Regions from separate parts of the Capra hircus genome. Here region 1 is linked to region 2. Evidence: chromatin contacts called from public Hi-C data. All regions are on one chromosome and are shown on one strand. Each heading gives the region's core, a stretch centred on a gene start, on an enhancer-like site or on the middle of the called end of the contact. The rest is flanking DNA. Distances are from core to core; before and after follow the strand shown. Region 1 overlaps PTPRB (receptor-type tyrosine-protein phosphatase beta). Region 2 overlaps PTPRR (receptor-type tyrosine-protein phosphatase R).

Evidence for each region. A called contact is a pair of places that touch in the nucleus more often than the background predicts.
Region 1: a Hi-C map of blood shows a contact between it and region 2, with 2.6 times the contacts expected there. The contact joins two enhancer-like sites. A contact is called at or near these places in 3 of 5 Hi-C or Micro-C datasets (blood and liver).

What each region holds. Positions count from the first base shown.
Region 1 is chr5:42,441,931-42,446,443 of ARS1.2, forward strand. It overlaps PTPRB (receptor-type tyrosine-protein phosphatase beta), which reads left to right. Exons shown (of 34, transcript XM_005680175.3): 11 at 1,541-1,804. Among named protein-coding and RNA genes, the nearest start is that of PTPRB, 65 kb to the left of the region's middle. Within about 2 kb of position 1,646, at least 1 of the 5 cell types and tissues checked has an H3K27ac peak or open chromatin away from gene starts, as enhancers often do.
Region 2 is chr5:42,290,755-42,295,574 of ARS1.2, forward strand. All of the region lies in intron 6 of PTPRR (receptor-type tyrosine-protein phosphatase R), which reads left to right. Among named protein-coding and RNA genes, the nearest start is that of PTPRB, 86 kb to the right of the region's middle. Within about 2 kb of position 2,442, at least 1 of the 5 cell types and tissues checked has an H3K27ac peak or open chromatin away from gene starts, as enhancers often do.

The DNA of each region.
Region 1 (4,513 bases), core at 396-2,895, 150 kb after region 2:
AAACTGCTGAAGTATTAGTCAAGGTTGAAATAATTCATTTTACTTCTACAGATTTTAAATATATATATAACCTCCCAGCTTAGATAAGGTGGCAAAATATTTAAAATTTAAAATATCAAATGTATTTAACAAATCTAGTTATAACCTGAAAAAATGCTAATTCTAAAGAAAAATAAATTTTATATCTGTCTTTTAATTTTGTATTTGTCTTTTTAAACCATGAATTTTTGGTAATATTTTTGATAATTATATCTTTTCTAATAAAATGTTAATAGTTGCAAATATTTCCAGCAGTTTTGGAAAACAAGGATGGTTATTTTGAGAGCTACCAAGGGATGTGATGTGCAGTTAGTAGGAAGGACAGAAAATAAAGAAAATAAGGACGGGAAGAAGGAGGGAAGTCATCAATACACAAATAATACGGCTTAAAGTTCAATGTTATATCTAGGAAATGTCCATATACATGGAACAGTGTCAGCAGAATTATTCAATAGAGTGCTGTTTATATCTTTGGTGATAGATAAGTGCTTATAGATGTAAAAAAGACTTTGGGGCTTAAATCACAAAGTCAGAGCATATTAGATAAGAAGGATTCTCAGAGGTCATCTAGCCAAATCCCATCAATTATATGTGATGTATGGATTTTATGAAACTATATGAAAATATTTACCTGAAGTCAGTCAACCAATGATGAAAACTGCAGTGGAGCTCATATATACTATAATGTTTTATTCTGAAACTCACTACTGACAGTACTATTTCTTGTGCGCTTACTTCTAATACAGGGAATAACTATTATTCAGCATCACAATGATTAATGTTCAGACTGTACTAGTAGCTGGGGAACTCCTGGAAGGCATCGGCATCTTTTCTATTTTTGTACGATTACGGTGGACACCAGAAAAGTCATTATCTCCACGACAGGTCTTTGTGCCCACAAGACTAGTTGCTTACAGAATAGATGTTAAAGTTTATTTCTCACCACTAGAGGGCAGGAAATGCTTTGCAAAGGGAAATATAACCCCTTCACCTGTGTTCATGATTAGACACCCCAGAAATAAATAACTTAATCACAAGAAGATCGAAGCTATCCAGTGTCTAAGTAAGACTTTTAGAAAAGCCATTGTATCTTGAGTACCTTTCCCCTCAAACTTCTTTTCTTTATCAATGGGTTTGGATTCAAGCTCTTGCATTTAAGATGTTAATGTTTGTTCCCTGTCCTACAAAGGGAACGTCCTGACACACTCACATAAAAATGCCTCCACTTAAAATACTCTGCAAACAGTCACACCATGAAAATTCAGTAGCAGCATCCTTATATTGATGAGGCATCCAAAAGACTTCTTGCATTTTCATTTGGGTTAGCCTTCTGAGGTAAGAACTCTCAGCTTCCCAAAGCTAACGTGCAATCCTTACACTTCCTTGACACTTCCTAGGTAATCAGATCTGAGTCCACGCTGTTTGTGCTGACCGCAGTAAATGATTCACAATTTGACTGTGCTTTTCTTTTTAAATATTCTCCCCCTCTTTAAAACCCCAGTCCCTTCCAGTGTGAGTGGAGTAACGGTAAACAACTCTGGCCGCAGTGACTACCTCAGCATATCCTGGCTGCCGGCTCCCGGAGACGTGGATAGCTATGTGGTGACGCTCTCCCACGGCGGCAGGGTGGTCCAGTCCCTCGTGACTGCCAAGTCTGTCGGTGAATGTTCCTTCAGCTCCCTCACCCCAGGCCGCCTCTACAACGTGACCATAACTACGAGGAGCGGCAAATATGAAAGTCATTCCTTCAGCCAAGAACGGACAGGTGAGGCTTTCATGAGATAGACTCTCTAAGAACCAGCCGCCTAAGTGGTTCAGGGCATCAGGCATGCATGTGTGTGTGCCAACTCGCTTCAGTCATGTGCAGCTCTTTGTGAGTCCATTGACTGTAGCCCACCAGGCTCCTCTGTCCATGGGATTCTCCAGACAAGAATACTGGAGTGGGTTGCCATGCCCTCTTCCAGGGGATCTTCCGACCCAGGGATTGAACCCACATCTCTTATGTCTCCTACACTGGCAGGCGGGTTCTTTGCCACTAGTGCCACCTGGGAAGCTCCTCAGGACATACAGATCCGCAGCAATTCTGTAAGGATGGGATTAAAGACTGCTGAGATCACAACAGTGTTATAGAGTCCTCATATTCTGACCCAACAAGTTCTTTATGTGAGCACATGATACCTTCAGAATAAGATGAACACAAATTTCGTGGCTAGAGTTCATAGTATATTTAGATATAGTAGCAAGTATTTCTGTTTAGAGAGTGCTTTTTGGTTCCTAGACCCTGGCTTTATATATGTTCACTAATTTAATCCTTATAAAGTCCTTATTGAGGTAGTTGTTATTATTCCCATCTTACAGGCTGTGATAAGTGTTGAACCAAAGTCCAAGGTAACTTGCCCAGTTATTTAACTTGTTAAACAGCCAGGGCATTTCACATCCTGGATTTTAAACTCAGTTCTGAATGACCCAAGAGCCTATAATGTTCTCTGTCCTGAAATTCTTCCTGAAATGTCTGTTGGTTAATCCTTTTTCAGATAAGGTGAAAATTTGAAACTTTATAGTTCTGAGGCTAGAAGCAAAATCTTAGCAAAGGCATTGAAGGCCTGGTCTTCAATGTGCTATAAAGAACTAAATTTAGACAGATACCATTTTCCCAATTTACTTATACCTCCTGGGGCTTACATCTGTGATTACTGCTTAAGGTGCTGTTAATGTTTTGTCAGATCTTTCCTGCTGAGCTATGGGCTGATATTTACATTTTAAAATGTCAGTTTTCCATGAGGATCTGGGACAACTAATATCATTTAATGCCCCAGCACGAAATCTCGAGCCTAGTAGCAGGCACTCAGTGAATGTTTGATGAATGAGTAATCTGAAATCACTTAGACTGGAGGTTTTTACCCAGTGCTTTATTAGGTAGACTTTTGGGAAGTAGTACCCCCAAAATTTTCTGTGAAGTTGTTGGGGACAGGAGAAGTATGTGCATTTCTTTGGAAAGAGAGTGGATGGCTTTTTATCAGAGTCTTACAATTTCTGTAACCTCAAAAAGTTAAGAACCACCAATTCACATTGTTGCAGCATGCTAGCTGCTAGCAAAGAGTAGTCTAATTCCTTCTCATTTGAGATAAAGCCCCAGAAAGAAACTGTGGCTTCCTAAAGGTCACATGGCTCACCAGTACCCAAGCTCAACCATACTCAAGGGTTGTTTCCATTACATCATGTTCTCTCTGAAAGCGCTAGTCAGGGATATAAAGAGAGAGTCCTTACCCTCAAATGATTCAAAGTTTAATTATGCTGATAAGCACAACACTGTCTTAGATCTGAAAAGCAGATTTCTATTGACAAAGCAGCCTCATGTCAGAGTTCTATGTTGAGTTAACTTGGAGCCTAAAAATTGCCAGAAATTAAAGGATATGTCATCCAGTCACTCAGCCTTTTCTTTCCCTTGGTGTCAGTTCATGACTCTTCCCTGTCCATGACTTCCATATTGCAAGGTCTTGTGCTCAGACTGTTCTTAAATGCAAGAAAGTGAGTCTTTACTCAAAGCATCTTTTTGATTCTTTACCAGCATGAACTTGGATTTGGCGCATGACTAATCAAGGCAGACCATTGCCCCTGACAAATCAGTTTAACTGGAGTATCGTGTCTGAGTTGTTGCCTTGTTGATTTTGGCTGATTGTCTCAATGCCGTTTTCCTTTTCTAATGCTCTTGTTCTACATTTCTGGTCATAATGTCAGTATTTCTAATTCTATACCACATCATCTCACTGTGCATCAAGGCATCTCTCGCAAATTACCCTCAGTTCCACCTGGAGAGCCCCTTATTGACTTCGCGTGGTATTCAGCCTAGTTTTTTCCCTGGAAGAGTTGCTTTGTCTTCAGTAAATTGCCTGGATCATCAACCTTTCTTAGCTCATACAAACAGCGTCACTCTGGAATGTATTCTCTGTAAGTCTGTGACGACTAAATTCTAGCAACATGCTGATTGGGTCCAGGTAAACATCTTGTGGAAAGAAAGCATGCCTGCTCTTGCTCCACATCTGGAGTGTGATGTATTCCAATATAAAGCCCAGCACACATAAGCCAACAAAGGATAGTAGTGCAACTTGTCGATGTGAGAAGCATCATGAAAAATGTAGCTTAGATACCAAAATATTAAAATTTCTGGATCATTTCATGCTTGGAGAAGCATGGGAGAGAAAACTTGGACATAGGCTTAGCATGTGATCAGAGCAGAAATCCCTTGACATACACCAAACACAGAGATTGCCCAGATCCAGAGACCTGGTGGCATTGAGATAGAGCTTAGTACCCTGGATCCGACTGAGTTCATATCTCGTCTCAATTCTCCTTCTCATTAATATTTATAAAATCCAATTATGCCAAATAGTAATTCATCTGGGACCTATTTTTGAATTAAAATACAGCCCCAAATAAAAAAAATAGAATATCCATGATATCATGCTCTAAATAC
Region 2 (4,820 bases), core at 1,192-3,691:
TAAAATGTCCTGTGTTCTTACACAGGAAAAGCATTCTTATCCACCCGAGGCATTTGCAAGTCCTAGGCACAAGACCTAAAAGTACCCTGGCTTGTGGTGGTAAGAAAGCAGGAAAGAAGTGGGTGGGAGAGGAAGTGTCCGTGGTAGGTCCATAACCAGGACAAGTTTCCCAAAAGGTAGAAATACATCCACATCTCCTTTGAGAACAAATTCTGCTAGTTTGTTCTTTCCTAATACTTCCATACCAAAAATTGGATACTTTTAAAATTGGGGTTGATTCAGGCAATTGAGTCACCACAGAATTGGTAAGCCTGCCCGTTGCGAGTTCACTCCCCTTCCTAACCCTGCCAATTCAATGTCTTCCAGCTCTCCCAAAGATTACTTTCCTGATGCATTAGCAGGAGGAGTTTTGACCCACTTGTTTTACTTTTTCACTAAAATATCTTCCTTCGAGAGGGTAGGTCTATGAAATAAAGTTGAAGGGCTGGAAATATTTTGCAGTGTTTTGAATCCTAACCATTTTGCAGAGCCATAATCCTGGTTTTTTACCAATAACCGAGTAGAAGGAAAACTCAAGAAATAAATAAAGTATTTTTAAGCACTTGCCAAGGTCCTGTAATAAAGCTGGTTTTTGTTGTTTTTTAGTTGGTAAGTCATGTCAACTCTTTGTGACCCCATAGACTGTAGCCTGCCAGGCTCCTCTGTCCTTGGGATTTTCCAGGCAAAAATACTTGAGTGGGTTGCCATTTCCTTCTCCAGGGGATCAAACCCAGGTCTCCTGCATTGGCAGGTGGATTTTCTTTTTTTTTTTTTTAACCATTGAGCCACCAGGAAAGCCCTAGCTGGTAGAGACCCCTAATAGAATACTGTGGCAAACCTAAAATGCATTTGAAAAGCATTTGCAATTCTCTCCCCTCCCCCTCATATTAGTTCCCTTTTGATTTGCGTGACAGTCTAGTTGAACAGGAGCAATCTGCTGTATACCTGGTCTTCTTTCCATCTGCATTTCCATCAGCAGTGGAAAGGAGTATGCCCAAGGGTGGGGACTGGCTGCCCACAATAGCGTCGGGTGCCCCTCCTCAGATGCTAGATCAGGATAGAGGAGTGTCTATTCCTGGGCAGCAGTATCACCATGTACAATGCCAGCCGACTTTGACCATAATCGAAACTGTTCCCTTGGCTCTTTAGCATCATTTCTAACCTACTAAACTGGGAGCTTTAGGGCGTTTGGCGTAGTGTGTGGTGTAGTAAGAGCTTTTGTAAGGCATCCAAACAACAGAGATAGCAATGGGTAAATATCTGCAAATGCCTTTCTTTTGGGAACTTATGGCAAGTGTGCTTTTCTGGATGATCCTGTTTACATAACACGTGCGTTTTAAGTAATGAAACCTCTCTTGGTTTGCTTAGAATAGAAGTCCTATTGTGGAGTGGCTCTCTGTATAGGCAAACCCTATCTAGTGAAGAACGCTACCTGAGCTTTCATCTGAACCAAGATAGAAAAATTGTTGTGGCAAAGGTAAGGGGGTGGGGGAAGTAAGATCACTTATTGGGTGCCTTTATATATAGGATAACATTCATGGTCTAATGTTGCTGCTGCTGCTGCTGCTAAGTCACTTCAGTCGTGTCCGACTCTGTGCGACCCCATAAACGGCAGCCCACCAGGCTCTCCCGTCCCTGGGATTCTCCAGGCAAGAACACTGGAGTGGGTTGCCATTTCCTTCTCCAATGCATGAAAGTGAAAAGTGAAAGTGAAGTCAATTTTTAAAATGTCCCAAAAGCCTGGATATGGCTCTGTCATACCTCAGATTTGTTGAGCAGCTGCTACGTACTATGTATGTACAAGATGCCTCTCAACCATGTAGTCATTTCCTTCTCATGACTGTCTTAGAGAGGTGGGTTTTATGGTCTCAGTTTTAACTGAAACATGTGGATGTGCATGCTAAGTCACTTCAGTCATGTCCCACTCTTTGTGACCCTATGTGCTGTAGCCCTCCAGGCTCCTCTGTCCATGGGATTCTCCAGACAAGAATACTGGAGTGCGTTGCCTTGCCCTCCTCCAGAGGATCTTCCTGAACTAGGGATCAAACCTGTGTCTCTTGCATCTCCTGAATTGGCATGCAGTTTCTTTACCACACGTGACACTTGGAAAGTCCTGAGATGCAGACACATAATACATGTCGTAGATCCCACAAGCTGCAGAAATGGGACTGAGCACAGGTCTGTGCACCACCACCAAAGCTCACGCTCTTTTTTATCACCTACCTCCCCTGATGCTCCAGGTATCCCATAATTCTTCTGTTTTTGTTTTTTCTGTATTCATGGTTGGACTGTATTCAGTTTTGTTAGAGGAGAAATATAAACATTCTGAATTGTTTATTCTGCCCAGCCTTCATAAATGCATCCCACTTGGAGAAGAGCCGGTAGTGCCTCTTTCCACCCCTAGGTGGCACCTGTGTGCCACCAACAGACAGAAGAACATTCTGGGTCAATAGCAGGTTGACCTGCTCTTGCTTTTGTTCAAAGGACATTTAAGCAGATCATTTCTCTGTCTTCAAAAATCCTGCTTGAGGAATATCTAGCATTTTTTATGCTTTTATTTTATTTTTATTGAAGTATAGTTTATTTACAATATATGTTGCCATCTTAAGATTTAAAGCCAAATCAAACAAACAAGGAAAGGACCAGATCCTCTCTTCAGGATCATCCGATCCTAAAGCTTATGGTGTCTCAGCAGTCTTCCTTCCCAGAGGTACCTTATCACCTACTGTAGAAGGCAGTCCCTGAATTTGTTCAGACCGCAGATGCACTGGATCGGGTTGCCCAGCTACAGTGTCCATGACCTTTAAAAGATTCTGGCTTGGAATTAACTGGAAGGGATTTTATTTCTTCTTCATTAGCAGCGATAAAGATGTATGTTGTGTGGAAGCAATAGAAGGTGGATGCCTGTGCCTTTGAATTTTCAATTTTGAAAAAGAGGATCTGTTGCTCTCTCACACGACCCATCCAACAAAACAGTAATGTGATTAAATCTGGGAGATTTTCATGATTCATTAGGCTTTTCATTTAGAAGGGATTTCTGTGATAAAACACAATTTCACTGCAGAAATGATCTGCAGGAAAGGATGGGGGTGGGGAGCCTTGAGAAGTTTGCATCTGTGAACCCTGGATTCCTGTAATGCAACAGGCCTTATCGAGGGCAGTCCAGGAGTGAATTGGCAGTACATTAGAAAGCATGATTATAAGAGGGAAAGCTGAAATGGCCTTCATGTCAGCTGTTTTCCTCCACAGGATACTGGGTGATTCCTGTCCTAACCAGATACTGATTACTTAAAGCTTAGCCCAAGAGTTCTTGTCACAAATGATTTCCGTAGTGTATTTTGACTTGCTGAGGTCTGAAGAACTTTTGGAATTTGTTAGGTGTGGACCTGAACTCCAGGAACAGATTGTCTTAAGTGCCTCATTTTTATCTCATGACTGGTTTTCTGTCCTCATTTGACATGGAGAATTATCGGTGGAAAATGTATACATTGATAATTCAGACAAATTACAGTTAAAAAAAAGTTCAAAGGACTTCATATTTTTAAACAATATATCAAACAAATGCAAACTGCTTATAAATGTTTTAATCTACAAAATTGTATATTCTTTTATTTCCCCATTATAATTGCATTTCTTACATTTCATAAATATTTCGCAGCAGCAGCAGCATCATATTGAAATTCAAACTCAAATATTTAAATTGCTGAAGACTATTTTTAGAGTGAATAAATTTTCTTTTCATGAAGTACAAAGAATTAATGTGCCATCCAACTTTTCAAAATATTCTACCAAATATTCAGCCCAAAATGGTAAGATACAAAAAGGGTGTATGTTTGTATATAAAGCAGTGGACCATTTGTCTTTTTTATATAACTCTTTCTTAGCAGTGTTAAGGCTTATAGTACTTTATAGTTCCAAATGTTCAACAGACAAGAATCCAAAATACTACAAATAATATAAATTCGAGTCAAAATAATAAATTTTCTAGAACTCATTCTCTTCTGAGTCAGATAATTTGTGGGACATTTCAAGTACTTATAGCTATGTGGCATTTATAAAAAGAAGGTTTTATTTTTCATTTCTTAGCATGGATCCCTATTCATATCAGAAATCAAGAAGCATTATTACAAGTAAATCAAGTTTTATATTATTAGGTTATAAATTTTATATTACCATTATTACATTCTATAATTGTTTAGAATACCAGCAAAAGCAAATATTACTTTTTTCCCCTTTAAAATCAGTGAAAAACATTATAAGTACAAAAAACAATTTGTTTCTAGCCAGTCTTAAAAATCTCCCAGTACTTAATTCTTATTTCCCTTCCCACATCTATAGATCTGACGTACACAGAAGAGATCAATGGATGCAGCCAAGGAACAGAAATTGGGTCAATTATGTTTCTGCCCTGGTAGTGTAGGAAGGCATTCTATATATATAAGATATGTCCTATATTATAGTGTTTTTGTTCTGGGATCTTGTAGTAACTTTGTGAGGATACCCTAAATGTCAGTATCTAATTTTTTTCATTGAACTACAAAAATTTGACAGTTAGAGCTATTTTTCAAATCTAATGGGCATCCTGTGTTTTCTTATTTGCTAAATCTGGTGACTCTATACCTTGTTATCCCCTTGCTAAGCATCTTTTAATAAGCAGACTCATTCATATGTTTCTTAAGTCCTCTCTAACCATCAGAAATGACCATTTTCAGAACAACGTGTCACTGGTGTAGCTTGGACCATTTAACATGCTCAGATGACACAATTAGTTGGTATTTAAA